Regions from separate parts of the Zea mays genome. Here regions 2 and 3 are each linked to region 1. The links are chromatin contacts, called in public Hi-C maps. All regions are on one chromosome and are shown on one strand. The core of a region is the stretch at or near the end of the contact, and the rest is flanking DNA. Distances in the headings are between cores, read along the strand shown.

Evidence for each region. Hi-C and Micro-C count contacts between places; a contact is called where the count stands out from the background.
Region 2: a Hi-C map of ear shows a contact between it and region 1, with 2.8 times the contacts expected there. The contact joins the enhancer-like site here to the promoter of LOC103653685 in region 1. A contact is called at or near these places in 3 of 25 Hi-C or Micro-C datasets (ear, leaf and tassel).
Region 3: a Hi-C map of ear shows a contact between it and region 1, with 2.2 times the contacts expected there. The contact joins the promoter of LOC103653681 here to the promoter of LOC103653685 in region 1. A contact is called at or near these places in 2 of 25 Hi-C or Micro-C datasets (ear and tassel).

What each region holds. Positions count from the first base shown.
Region 1 is chr4:131,562,966-131,568,037 of Zm-B73-REFERENCE-NAM-5.0, forward strand. It overlaps LOC103653685, which reads left to right and starts at 2,058. Exons shown (of 5, transcript XM_008680510.4): 1 at 2,058-2,239; 2 at 2,309-2,482. The coding sequence starts at 2,225.
Region 2 is chr4:131,943,335-131,948,406 of Zm-B73-REFERENCE-NAM-5.0, forward strand. No RefSeq gene overlaps it. Among protein-coding and RNA genes, the nearest start is that of LOC118476950, 27 kb to the right of the region's middle. Within about 2 kb of position 2,892, at least 9 of the 20 cell types and tissues checked have an H3K27ac peak or open chromatin away from gene starts, as enhancers often do. A contact at or near this core is called in ear and leaf, where this site is marked.
Region 3 is chr4:131,255,318-131,260,389 of Zm-B73-REFERENCE-NAM-5.0, forward strand. It overlaps LOC103653681 (F-box protein GID2), which reads left to right and starts at 2,663. Exons shown (of 2, transcript XM_020552602.2): 1 at 2,663-3,072; 2 at 3,202-4,262. The coding sequence starts at 3,244. The coding sequence ends at 3,948. It also overlaps the pseudogene LOC103655507.

The DNA of each region.
Region 1 (5,072 bases), core at 808-3,307:
ACTAGGGATGTAAAATGTAGCCTGAAACTTAAATAGTGAGATAAAAGATAAATTTCAAGAAACATACATGTTGGCAGTTCCAACATAAAAAAATTACTGTCATACATCAATTTCTAGATCAATAGTATAGTACACACACTAACTGTGAGAGAAATAATAGGGAAAAACTGCTATATACTTAGTAAACAAATAATGAATTCCCACCTGCACACATCTGTGTATAGCCTTTAACAATTCACACAGCATACTAGAATGTCCCATTTACTCAATTCTCGTCATTTTGATGTATGTCAGTACATGGCTTATATAAACGTGCCTTCTGGCCTATTCAACTTCTATTTTATGTGTTTAATTATGTTCATTACAGTTGTACAGAAAAAACATGAAATGAAGGCATATAAATGTGTTTTGAGATGAGAGAATTTATCATTAAAGCCTTGTTGTTAGATTGTTTTATTACAAAGTCTGAGCTTAATGTTAAACTAACCATGAACCTCTTTAAAGCTTTCTAGCAGAGAGGCCTTACAATCTGAGGTTGCTAACCTCCTTCGACAAAAGTGCGAGGTGATGCGTCGCTGCTACCACCCCTGATGCCGACATCGCGTCCATGGATTTGACACCACCTCTTGAAAATGGTGCAAAAGAAGACGTGAACGCGCTTGGAATCAAATCGAGAACATGAATTGATTTGAGCATGACAGATTAGACCCGACGAACGTGAATTCGAGTGGGGAACGGGAGGGATTCATCAGGGGACCACCCAAGCACCCCTCCTCTTCCATGGACTTCGAATGCGATCGCAGACCTACTCCACGAACGGGACCATCGCCTCCTCCACCACCGCCACTGAGGCACCGCCCGATGAACAGATCCACGATGCTATCCGATTCGAACGGGCGTGGAGGAAGGCGAGCGTCTCCTACTCTTGCGGGATCTGCAACGCCAACGACTCTGCTAGGGCCACGACGTGCATGCGCCCGTCGGGGCGGAGGCAGCGGGCTTCTCCTTGAGCTGAGCGAGGATATGTGCCAGCGTACCCTTCAGGAAGATGAGCTTGGGGACGGGGTGGCGGAGGCCGACGCGCGTCACCGGAGTCGAAGAAGAAGGACAGCTTGTGCTAGCCACCGAGGTGTCTCGCGTGGAGGCATGGGGTGGCGAGTCGCGTGGCGGGGGAGTAACACGATGGAGAACTGGGGGGTGTGGGGGCATCACAGGGCGATACGACACTGCGACGACTTTATGACATCCTAAGCGGGATTCTCGGTTGGGGGATCATGGAGGTGGTCGGGAGAGGGGGTAGGGGATTGCGGCGAGGACCATGGTTCAGGCTAAGGGGTAGAGGGTAGAGGGCGTGGAAGGGGAGAGCAAAGCGCTGCGCGCACAAAGAAGAAGGGAGACACTGACATGTGAGTCCTATACGTCGTGGGAAGACAGAGGGTGCATGGATGGTCTATATTATAGTATTATAGAGTAGTAGAGATATTATGATATTACTACAAAGTACAAACTATACTATTACCTAGAAATTATAAAAAATACTTTACTTCCAAATAGACCTAGACCCTCATTGGCCGCATTGTGGGACGTGACGAGTACATTTTTTTCTTGAACTTTGTCTTCTCTTGTGTACAGAGAGTGAACAATAAAAGTTTATTTTATTATTTCTATGTCTGGTTTACTATATAAACTTACGAACAGATAGTTTTGAGTAGGGTCGAACCACGTTAGGCTTAGTGGGGCACATGCCCCCACTCAATTCTCTAGTTTCAGTAGACATTTTATCTTATTTAACGTACCTACAAAAATTTAGTAGTTATTATGTTTCTATTTAGGTCTTCACTTAGGTATTAGACCCCTATTCAAATTTTGGGCTGGGTCGGCCCTGGTCTTGAGTCAAGACAACAATTCTTCGTAACCAAAAGGTTCTCCCCGCCATGGCTGAAACAACAATTTCCCGGAACCAAAGGGTTCTCTCCGCCATGGCTGGAACATTAGGGAAGTTGGGCTTCCCACCGCTTCCGCCTAAAAATCGGAAACAGGCCCCTTCCTTCCACTCCAACGGAAGCAAGCAGCCAGCTAAAAGGCTCAAGCGCAGCAGCGGCTGCCGCGACGCGCCCACCTCCCTCTCCAACTTTCCGTTTGCCACACCTCTATTGCAACCGCCACAACCCCTAGCTCCAGCAACAACCAACTCCCTCCTCCCCTAATCTCTTCCCACTCCAAAATGACGGACTGCCAGGTGAAATTCCTCCCCCTGTACCCGCCGCCGCCGCACGCTGTTCGTGCTGATCGGGGGTTTTTCGTGCAGGTGGTGGCCATGAAAAAGGCGTACGCCAGGATCATGCTCAACATGGCGCAGGAGTCGGCGGCGCGGGTGCTGACGGCGGAGCGTCGAGCCGTGGCCCTCGCGGCCAGTCTCGAGGCCGCCAAGGAGGACGGCGTCGCCGCGCTCCTGCGGCTCAAGGCCATCATGGAAGTCAGGGTATGGCTCTTCCTCTCTCTCTCCGCTCGAACCGCTCGCTTTGGCTGGGTGCTTCGTGAATGTTTAGTTTTTTTTGGATTTTGCTGGTGTGCGTACGATACGAGCAGTTTGGATTGGAGCCTGGAGGATGCGAGGTTCTGTGTTTTAGGTGAGGTTTTGGGATTGACTGTATCGGCTGGACTTCGGATTGTGTTTTCTTGTCGCCGGATGATGGTGGTGAAGGCCCGTTTCAAATTTTGAATTTGTGTGACTGGGATTTGGACCTCGTAGCGTAGAGATTTAGTCTTCTCGGTTTGGTGGGGCCGGTTTCTGTTTTAGGGATGATGATGGTGAAGGCCCCGTTCAAATTTCGCATTCGGATGTCTGGGATGTGGAGCTTGTATGATAGGGATTTCGTCCTCTTGATTTTGTGGTCTTATTTGGAGCTCGTAGGATGGGAATTTTGTCTTCTGGATGCTGCGCTTCTTGTCTCTGCTATCGTGATGTTGGTGGTGCAGTTAAAATTTCTCGTTGGAATGGTTGGGGTTTGGAGCTCATAGTATACGGATTGGATTTCGTCCTCAGGATTTTGCACTTATGCATTGCTGTTTGTGCAGTGGTATTGTGCATTGTAGTTTGCGCAGTGGTATTGTTACAACTCAATTTTTTCCAGAGTGAACTGATACATTCTTTTGTGCGTGGGTGGGAGGAAGGTTATTAGGCTTGGAATGACTGATCATGTTTGAAAAACAAAATATCGTGCTTTGTTATTGTTAGTTACACTTCATGTAGTAGCACTACAGATTTGCCACGACTATGGCTGTGCAGTAGACCAGTATCCAAGGTCTAACAGATTAACATGTGTAAAATGGGCAGCTGTATGTGCTTTGTCTTAGTGTTAGCATGTGTGCTTGAGTGCTTCTAAGTTTGCAGGGGCATACTGCACAATCTGTTGATGTTGTTGGAGTCCGCAAGCATCTGAAGGGGTATTGAGATTGTTTTGATTCTGATAACACAAAGGAAGGTGCTGCTGTGGTTGCTGGAAGCTGAGACCACTAAACTCATTAGGACACACTGATTTTAAGTTATTATAGGCTTTTGGTGTGCCATTGCTACTATGCCTTCACTGATTTGTTGCATTTGTCTTGACAATACTCTCTTTTTTTCTTTCCACCTGTCTGGATGTTTTTCCCTGCGTTAGGAATGTGCTATTTCTTTCTTATGCTGTATGCCTCAAAATATAGCACAATATCCACCCAGTACTGGTGATTTTGGCAATGCTGCTGGTAAAAAAATGTCAGTGCATAGGAGAAGAAAGCGTTTAAGTTCCAAGCAAGTTGAAATAGGCTACAGTTTAACCCAACTGAAACCAAAGTCTCCGTTAGTCCGTTGGATCTGTCCAAACCATCTCAACCGGTGTTGGACATGCTTTTCTTTAATTGGTCGATTTTTTTCGCATGCATATGGAAATATTCTACGTGATTGGATGCCTGCTGCTCGGCAGCCAGGCTGTGTGCGTGCGTTGACTGTCCAGCAGCACCTGATTGGATGCTTGTTTGCGGATGGACCGACCTGGATGTGCGGATGTGGGATATGCCAAATCAAGCATCTTCAGTTGCACGCGTGGAAACGCCGGAAAATGGCGTTTGTGGCAAGCCAGGCTCCAGGCGCCGGTTGCCCGGGCAACCAATCATGCTGAATATGAGCTGGCCGATTTTTCTTTGAAATGAGGTGGAAAAGGAAGAATAGCTGGATCTTGCTCAAAGCATGGACCATCAATTAAGAAAATACTTTTTAATTAATTTGCTATTGCATATTTGATTGACAATAAGAGAACAGGTCTGCAACTGCAGCTTTCAACCAGCCTAGTCTTCAATTCCATTATCCGTGGCTGGTTTAGTGCTATCATCTTGTAGACTTGTACAAGGAGGTACCCAGACAATTTACAAGTCTAGAATGAAGTAGGAAAAGTCATTCACTATGGTATATTTTTTTTCAGAATACGAATAGAAGCTAGTGATAGGTCACTTGGTAGACCACGCTAAGGTGACCATCCATCACTCACCCAGGCTCAAACCATTCAATCTGGGCACTTCCAAATTTGAATACCTCCCTGAGATTTCTTAGTACTTATTAATAGTGTGTACCTTCAGTATCCCCCTACCTTAGGAGCAGCGCCAGGGGGACATGTCTCTATGTGATCATTGCTCTTTGGTTTTAGAATATGATAGTAAAAGCCTCTATGTACGAACTCCTTAACACAGCCTATTTTGTTGCAGATATAAAGAAATCTCAACCAACCTAGGAGGTAATAAGTGGCATTATGAATAAGAAATAAATTCAAGTCAAAGAGGACTCGAACGTGGGTAGTGAGCTTACACACACTGACACACACACACACACCCCAAATTAGGCCCAGTTCCTGTGTTGCATATCATACGTTTTTTGAGAAAATATTGATTATTTTTCAGCTGCGTTTATGTTACATGTTCCAATTGTATCATAGTATAACAATCCACTAATATTTTTCTAAAATGTTTGATAAGGACTCAGGGATTTACCCCCTCCTAGTGTGGGGCCTTGAGTAGGATGACTAGCTTCCCTGCATTTT
Region 2 (5,072 bases), core at 1,642-4,141, 380 kb after region 1:
ATACCAAGACCTTCAAGCAATTTCTTGGACTGATACATGTCTTTGGGCATCTTGTGACCCGTAGGAAGAACCTCGCTAATCAAATCCACAAGCTCCTTGTAACAATTAATTGAGAATGCAAACTTGGACTTAATTGACATCAGTTGGGTCACGAATTCGAGGACGGTCATGTCAGTGTGCCCGTGAAGAGGCTCTTCTAACGCTTTGAGGAGGTCGAAGAACTTCTGAACCTCCGGTGTAGGTGAATCATGATGATCTGGGGCCAGTTCAGGCTGCAAATCCTCAAGCATCTGGTCCATCCTATCCACATCTTCACCGTCATCAACTTCTACTTCTGCTGCTCGTTCAAGGCATGACTCCCCGTGGAGATACCAGACCTTATAGCCTGGCACAAAACCATGCGAGCACAGATGTAGTGTGACCTGCCTCTTGGTGTGGCTTGTCCTATTTCTACATTTATTGCATGGACACCTAATATTATCTATTTGTGACAAAGCAGCTGCATGGTCCAGAAACATCTACGTCTTGACAAACCATTCACTTGTGTGACACTCACCCTTCTTTAAACATTCATACATACAATCACGTCTATCACTCATTATTGCGGTTGTGTGTACGAGTAAGAAGTGCGTGTGAGACATTCATGTTTCTACACGTCACACATACATCTGTAGATAAGTAGTACAACTATATATATACATAACACAACTTCATCACAATAACATGATTAATACTTGCATAACATCAAAATTCATTAAATAATAATATTTGCAATAACTAATATTTGTATAACACATCACATTCACCATCAAATTCATTAACTAATAACATCAAACAACACATTTTAGATTTGCAACAAAAAATTAAAAATAGCAACTACAATGTATAAAGTCATATGAAGACTAATAACAATATCAATTAACAAATTTAAACAAAATCTAATCACATAACAGTTAACTCCCGTCGGCCACAAAAAATCGACGAAAATAAAATGTTTTAATATATATATATATATATATATATATATATATATATATATATATATATATATATATATATATATATATATATATATATATATATATATATATATATATATATATATATATATATATATATATATATACCTCGCCTTGCGCGGACGACGGTGGTGGACGACGACTGTAATACCCCAGGTATTTATATTCTGCTCGACAATGAGTATGAATTTAAGCACATAATATCAGTGAATAAAACAGATGCTAAAATTTTAATCATCTCCGCCTATCGTGATTTTAATATCGTATCTGTTTCGTTTGTCGCGAGCGCGACATCATTTTTATTTTTATCTATCCAGGCTCTTCCAAAATTTTCGTGATGTTCGGAACATAGCTGTTTCAAAAATCGGTGCGTCCAGTGATTATTTAAAATTCATCGCTCGCGCGAATACGAATTTGGAAGCTCGATCCACCATTGCGATTCGTGTCCCCAAATAAATTAATTATAATTCGACGCTTAAAATACTTAGTGCAACATAATTAGGATCACGCGTCGTCTAAGTGAAATCGTGCGCGAGGATATGATCCAATTTATCCTTCAGCACATTGTTTTGACGACGAAATCGCGTATGCATTAGCGGATCTGGTTTCTGCTAATTTCAGTCGAATCACGTAGAGCATATTAAAATACCGAATCCGAACTCGTTTCAATCTGGTCCGTTTGCATCGTGGCTGGAATAGTCACGAAAATTATCCAAACGAGATTTGGACAGAACAGTCTAAGCTGTTATTCCTCTGAGTTTCCGTTTCATAATTCGGAAAATAAAATGCGTAGCCGTATAGCGCGTTGACCAATTATATACATCGCTAGAAATCTTGATTCAAAATATCTACGATTTTTTAAAAAAAAGTAAAAAAAAAATCTCAGCCGCCTGGGATTTTTTTTCACCGCGCAGCTTCCATCTCCCTCTTCTCCCGTCGCTATCTCTCTCCCTAGATATTTCTCGCGATGCTTATCTCCTCCCCGCGCGCAGCTGTTCTTCCTCAGCCGCTCCTGCTTTCTTCTCGTAGCTCCATTCCCAGAATTCCATCTTCCTCTAGCGCCGGTCGCTGCTTTCCCCAACCTCCATGGCGTCCCTCCTTGCTCCACTCGGGTCCTCCTTGGTCCGGCCATGGGGCTCGCCCAGCCGCGTGCACAGGACCACGCGAGTGGATCCTCTGCTCGCCATGGTCGCGGCCATCCTGCTCCCTTGCCGGCGTTTCTCCCAGCGTCGCGTCCCCCCTCTTCTCCTTGCTCCAGCTCGGCTCCTTCCCCATCTCCCTGCCATGGTCATGCCTAGGCTCTGCTTAACCTTGATTCCACCTAAGCCCAACGTCCTCTCGGCAACCTGGTGCCTCGCCTCATTTTTTTTCAGCATCGCCGGATCTCGCCGTGCCTATGCCGAGCTCCTCCCCGCCATGGTGGCCGTAACTCTGCTCGTCTTTGCTGCTTCCCGGGACTCGCCTCGGCTCCCTCTGTTAGAGTAGCCATGGACGCCGCTCTTTCTTCCTGCTGTACGCCTGCGACATCTCCAACTCGGCTGGCCGGGCGCCCTGATTTTCTAGCCCAAGCGCCTCTCCCTGGTGCTCGGACTCGCCAGCCGCGGCGCCACTCCTAGCTCTCTGCTCGCTGGACCGCGCCCTGGGTCACCGTCGTGGGCTCAACCTCGTCAAGCCGTTGTCTCGGATGTGCAGGAGTAGTGTAGGTGCTTGCAGTTGGTGGATCCTCGACATCGAGCTGGGGATAGTGAAGACAGTGCTGTTTCGTGCGTCGCTTATCCGATGCTCGACGGAATGCCCAACAGGGAGGTGATAGCTTCGTGTGTCATTGAGTCCGTCGTTTTTTCTCGTCCAGTGCTCGCACGGTCGTGCCCGAACCATACTGTCGTCTCCTAACCGCTTGCCCTTGCCCCCTGCACGTGCTTGTCGCGCTTATCAGCCCCGCGCCGGTCATCGTCGTCGATACTACACTTGCCGGTGGCCGAAGCTCGCGTCCCCCTCTCCCTCCCCGGACTCAGTGTCCGCGCTCTCACTACAGCTTGTGACCTTGCTGTCGCCAGAATCCTTACTGGATTCGTGTCCTCACCAGAGCTCGCGCTAACCTGCTCAACCATACCTCGCTAGCTCGCTCCAGAATCGATCTCGTCGTCGTTTCATGCATCCTCAAGAAATGCCAAGCGTCGGATAAAGATGAAGCGCGATTTGACGCAACACTTACCTTATTTTTCGGTGAAATGCTGAGCTGAAAAGCGTCGTTGATTTCATGGTTTCAAGTCGAATTTAATTGATGGTAAGTTAAATCGGTAACCGTTCTATAGTTCACTATTTTTATTAATTGATTTAGTCGATGGATTGAATAGATATATTAATCGCGAACGATTAAATATCGTATTTAACTCGTAGGCTATACAAGTTAATCCGATAAAATGGCTTAGAAAACTAGTTAAGTTAGTTTTAAGTATGGTTATGGCCGGTTGTGGTTAGCACCATTGACCTGTATTTTATGCGTCTTAATTTACAAAATGGAAACATATGTCTGGTATAATTGGATTGATCTAATGTTGGGGTGTGCTTGTGTGCAATGGTGAATTAATCATATTGTATAATAATTGTCGATGGGTAGGTCAGGTGAGTAGTGCCTTGATAGGTGTATATGTTAAATATAATTAAATAGGTTCCACGTATGTATGAGTAGTGGTCTTAAATATTGGTAAAATGTTTTGTTATAAGTGTTTCATTCTCTTCGATATAGATATCTATCTTATACTTGTGCTCATACATATGCATCGTGCATCTCATGAGGTACGATAAATAATCGCGCGATGTGGAAGACGAGCCAAGTCGACCCCAAGCGCAGGCTACTCCGCATGATGATGCTGATGGACAAACCTGCCTGAACAAGTATCAGAACAAAAGATGGTCGTCAAGCGGATGTCGTCTAACAACACTAACCTAGTGTTATCCAGGCAAGCCCCGGTGCATGCAACCCCTTCCTTGTGTTTTTAAATAATTTTTACACACTTTAAGTCTAGGAAATGTGCATTAGGTTTATAGGAGTTGCTTGGAAACCCTTTGATGCATTGCCTACCTTGATATCCATACCTTTATAGATACTTCTGATGAAGTATCAAAATATGATTTACAAAAATGCTTATCCCTGCTTAGATCTTGTGGATAGAGGTTGTCCTTTGTGTTAATGCCTAGCTTAGGGGTTATCCTGAGTAAGGATGGCTTCTGCCTGCAAAAATATTTTCGTTGGGAGCAATGGTGGGATCTTACTGCAAAGTTCCCTATAATGCTCTTTTCATCCTTAGGAACACAAAACAATCCTAAGGGTGGAAGTACTTAACTCGAGACTTGGGCTAGGAACAGGTGATGCTCCACCCAGGTTAATTAAGGATTGGATGCGTATGTAGGCCTATATGATCAAGGACTATCTTAACTAGCCACATGCCCTAGATATAGGACAGGGTAAGCTTGAACCCGGCTATTCCATACGTGAAAAGACAACCGCGCACTGGGCGTGGGAGATGGTGGGAGTAGCATGTACCCTCCTGACTGGAGGCTGGATGGAGGAGTACTGTGCTCCCGGTTAGCGCGGACCGGTTCACGTTGTGGAGGATCTGTGGGAACGGTTGACATATGCAAGGGTTAAGTGCTACATATGTCGTGTGGCTAGAGATCCTCAGCTGAGTAAATCGATTTGGATCGTCGTTATATCCCCGGAGAGTGGAGACTTGATCACTGACCTGCAACTTAAGTCAGGATGTGAACATTATGAGTAAAAATGATGTTGTATTGATGAGATGGTGAAATTAGACTAGGTGCAACCATATTCTATTAATATTTAATCTGGCGTTAAAATATTGAAAGTAAGGACTCACTTTAGTAAGCTATTTCTGCAAAAGTATCTAAGTTGATTCTTGCTAAGAGCCTCTCCTTGATTCCTAAATCCAGCATATCCTTGAGAGTCTTTTTCCTTAGTCGGGTAAGACTTGCGAAAGTACACTTCGTACTCAGGGCTTTGTCCCATGTTGTTTTAGGTGAAGAGCCTAC
Region 3 (5,072 bases), core at 1,413-3,912, 310 kb before region 1:
TACTACTTTCTTTGGCTGCCTCGTATGGTCTCCTTGTTCATTAGATGGATGTAAAGACAGCTTTTCTTAATGGAGAGCTGGACGAGGAAATCTATATGGAACAGCCCGATGGATTTGTAGTAAAGGGTCAAGAAAGCAAGGTGTGCAAGTTATTGAAATCTTTGTATGGTCTGAAGCAAGCACCAAAGCAGTGGCATGAGAAGTTTGACACGACTCTAACGTCTGCAGGCTTTGCCATTAATGAGGCAGACAGGTGTGTATATTATCGCTGTGGTGGGGGCGAAGGAGTTATATTGTGCTTATATGTTGATGATATATTGATATTTGGCACAAACATTGATGTGATCAATGAAGTCAAGTCTTTTCTATCAAAGAGTTTTGATATGAAAGATCTGGGAGAAGCTGATGTGATTCTAAACATCAAGTTGATTAAGGCAGATGGTGGGATTACTCTCTCGCAATCTCACTATGTTGAAAAGGTTTTGAAGCGATTTGGCTTCTCTGAGTGCAAACCTTATCCAACACCTTATGATCCCAGTGTGACACTGCGAAAGAACAAGAGAATTGGTTTAGACCAATTGAGATACTCTCAGATTGTCGGTTCACTCATGTATCTTGCTGGTGCAACAAGGCCCGATATCTCGTTTGCTGTGAGCAAATTAAGTAGGTTCATGTCAAACCCCGGGACTGGTCATTGGCATGCACTTGAGCGGGTTATGCGCTACCTGCAAGGTACAATGAGTTATGGAATTCACTATTCTGGTCAGCATGCAGTACTTGAAGGATATAGTGATTCGAACTGGATATCTGATGCAGACGAGCTTTATGCCACCAGTGGTTATGTCTTTACTATTGGTGGAGGTGCGGTATCATGGAGGTCATGCAAGCAGACCATTTTGACGAGGTCAACCATGGAAGCCGAGCTAACTGCACTTGACATAGCAACCGTTGAGGCAGAATGGTTGCGTGAACTCTTGATGGACTTGCCGGTGGTTGAGAAACCAATACCAGCTATCCTTATGAACTGTGACAATCAGACAGTGATTGCTAAAGTGACGAGTTCTAAGGATAATGGAAAGTCATCAAGACATGTCAAAAGACGATTGAAGTCTGTCAGAAAGTTGAGAAACTCCGGAGTTATAAGTGTGACTTATATTTCAACAGATAAAAATCTGGCAGATCCTTTTACCAAGGGACTACCACGTAATGTGATAGAAATCGCATCGAGAGAGATGGGTATGAGACCCGAATAAAGTTGCCATGGTGGAAACCCAGTCTATGTGATCGGAGATCCAGTGAATTAGGTCCTGGGAAGAACAAGCCATTGGTGAACTGAGGAGAGTAACCTTTGACCCTCTCTAAGTAAAGATGCAATACTCTCAAATGCTGTAAGGCAGGTTGACTTTGTGCCTTAATGTGTTCTGTTGGCTTGTATTAGCGAAGATGTTGTCCTGCAGAACATTCTTTGAAAGAACACACCTATATGAGTTAGACTGTCTAACGTCGCAGTCTATGAGATTTGGGTGATCTCTAGTAAACTTATGAAGAGACCTTGGAGTACGACGTATATGCTCCACCCGAGAAGGGGACTACTGGTAGCCAAGTACTGGTCATGACTTCAAGTGAAACTCATTCACGCAAAACTTGCAATTCAAGGCATAGTCCATTGTCCAAGTTGTGGGTTAGTGTAGCTTGGAGTTCTAGGCGGAAGTTCAACTTAACAGTCTCTGCTGAAAAACTAGTATATTAAACAGTAGTGAACAGTGGCGAAAACTGCAGATGGGCATTTGAGATCTGGTGGGGGATTGTTAGGATTTATGGGCTTGGCCCAATTAAGAAATTCAAATAAATCCCAGAAAATCTCAAAAGCCCATACAAGAGGATGGCTAGAGGATATATGGAACCATTAGCACCATATTGCTAGCTCTAGTGGAGTAGAGCTAGCTTAAATATGGAAGCCACACTCACTCACCAAGTCATGGATGAGAGGAGAGAGTGTGGAGAGCCACACGCGCGCGCGCTCGCTCGCTCGCCTCGCCTGGCCGGGCCGGGCGAGGCAAGGCGAGGCGAAGGGCGCGGGCGCACGACATGCGCGTGAATGGTCCGCCGAAATCCGGCCCCTCGCCTTGCGGGGGCGTGGCTACCTTTTGCCGTTTGATTTTTTGGTTTCTTGGCTGTTACGCTTATCCTAACCGATCGCTATAAAATCTCAACTGATTGCGAGATTTTCGTGGGCGGATAAGCACGGGGGTCGCGGACTCGGCCCTATAAAATGAGCCCGGCAGCCAGCCTCCAGATCATCCCAGATCCCAGTTCGCTTTCGCCTCTCTTCATAGCTGAGCCGCCTTTTAGTTCTCTTCGTCCCGACCGCAGAGGTGCATCTGCGATCAGGAGAGCAGGTCTCCGGAACCCTTCGTCTTCTAGATCCTGCACCGGGAGAGGGCGAATAAGGTTTTTGGGAAGCGTCTTCACGCGACTGCTCGTGATCTGCTGACCTCGTCGACTCTGCTGATTTCGCTACTTCGACATCGTCGACCCTGCTGATTCCTGCGCGTGCCATCTATCAGTATGTTTAATCAGTACGCATCTTCTAATTTGGCTTGTTATTTCAGTTCTTCTAATTTGGTCATAATTTATCTTCGGAATTTAAACTGGAATTTGTCTAATTGTTCAACACCTTCTGCGGCCGCCCCTGCGACTGCGAGCTGCGTAGTCCGTCGCCTACCGGCTATCATCAGCACGCACCGCCGCCGCCTCTCATCTCATCGCCGCGCTGCTTCCCCGCCCGCCCCCGGATTGGCGCTGCCGCACCCAGATCTTCCCCACCCAAATCGACTCCGCCATCGTCCGGATCCACGCAGAGCCGTCGCGGATCGACGTGCTGCCGCCACAGATTGCGCGCTGTCGTACGGATCGAGAGACACCCACCGCAAGCCTTCCGCGCTGGCGCCGTTCGGGAAGTAAGGAGGCTACGGAGAGGGCACAAGCTGGGGGGTGTCGAACTCCGTGGAGAACGCGCGGGCGGTGGATGCCTAGCTCTGGTAGTCTGGTGGGAGGGTGAGGAAAATCTAGGTATGGCAAACACCCCCGTTTTTTTTTATCTAGGTGCTTTCCAAAGGAAGTCGCAAAAAAGCATTAAGTATAGATAATAAACTGCACTGCTTCACGCATGTTCATCCACTCGCCGCTCCTCCTCGAAAGCAGTGGCTGACCCACGGGCACGGCTGTCCCGATTCGCCGGCCATGAAGTGCCGCTCTGATTCGTCAGGCGGTGGCGACGACCACCGGGCCCCAGCACCCGCTGCCACGGGCGTCGGTGGTGGCTCGCCCGTGGGCGAACCGAGTAAGAAGCAGCGGACGGAGGAGCCGGTCGCAAGCTCCAGCATGGCGGGCGAGTGCTCGTCTTCGTTCTTGCAGGCTCCACCGCCGCTGGCGGAGCAGTTGCCACAGGACGCAAGAGTGGGCGAGCAGCCGCCGCCAGGTTCGGAGGCCGGAGGTGACGAGCAGGCCAGGGTGCCGGATCTCGGGGAGGACCTGGTGTTCGAGGTGCTGATGCGAGCGGAGGCCCGGACGCTGGCGGCCGCGGCGTGCGTGAGCCGCGGGTGGCGACTGCTGGCGCGGGACGAGCGGCTGTGGGAGGCGGCGTGCGTGCGGGAGTGGGCCTACACTGGATTCTCCGAGCAGATGCTTCGCAGCGTCGTGCTTTCGCTTGGCGGCTTCCGGCGGCTACACGAGATGTACATTCGTCCGGTCCAGCAGCGTGCTGCTGGAGCGCCGCCCGGGCAGCAGAGGCGGCAGTTGCCGGTGAGGATGGGCCGTGACCAGGTCCAAGTCTCACTCTCTCTGCTCTCGACTTCGTTCTTTCTGAAGATGCCTAATGCTCCTCCACCTCCTCCTAAGGACAAGGATAGAGATAGAGATAAGAATGGAGGTGGCCAATGTGGGTGATCGACCTCCCATGCAGCATCACCACATGCTGCTTATGTAATGTCAGGTGATTGGATTGTGGTTCTTCACTGCATTTGTGGGAGTGAAGGTGATAAAATCATTTGGATTGGTGGGCAGAGAAGACTATTCAGATAGGTGCGGTTGTACTGAGTGAGATTGGATGGAATGGAGTGCGATGATGTATTGAATGACTACCAAGTCGCGTGTTGTACCTAAATCGCGCACAATCAGCTAATTTATAAAGTTTCCATGGCATATATGTGAATATATGATGTTCCAAGAGAGATGCATTCATGCATCATGCTCTTCGTGCTGTTGTGCCATGGCATTTTTCAAATCCCCACGTGTCACCTAAGAGAGTGAGGGTGAACCTCTTTTTTGTTTTGTTTGAAATCCCTTTTATACCCATGGAAAGGAAAAGGACTTAGCTGCTTAAGCTTACAATAGCTTAATAAATGTGAGGAATAGCTGAGATGTTGACTTGTGTTACTAAAGTTCAGTTTAGTCCTATGTTTTACTGCATGCTATTCTTAGGTCTGTTAAGCAAATCTGATGCAACTGCTGTGTACTGGTTGATAATGTTTGTTTGGAGGAAATATGGATTTATCAAATTGAAAATTCAAATTTAATGAGGCCATCATGTATGTATGAGGCAGGGGTCTATGGATTCGTGTAATTCATTTCAGTTGGATCTATCGGTTGCCTATCGGTCGCTGTGGTACATTTATTTTTTTCTCTCACATTGTGCCTTCCAAGTTTTGATCTTCTTTCTCAGTCATTTATCCTGTTTAGATAAATCTGAGATTTTTTAGGCTAAAGTTTGCGAATTGCTTCACCTTTTTTGTCTGCAAATTAGCATTTAACTCAAAAATTTCCCTTGAAATTCGAGTTGATTCTGAGAAGTATGAAGAGCTGATTGAGTTCATGGAGAAGGTGGCTAAGACAGTTGATTCTGAGGAGCACTACGTTCTGTCAATTGCTTACAAGATTGTCATGGAACCCAATGTGCTTCATGGTGCATCATATCCTCCATTGAGTAGGGGGAAGAAGGCCGTGTCAACGTGGACTGTGTCACTCTCATTGAGGACTACCATAACAAGATTGAAGTTGAACTCAGCAAGATC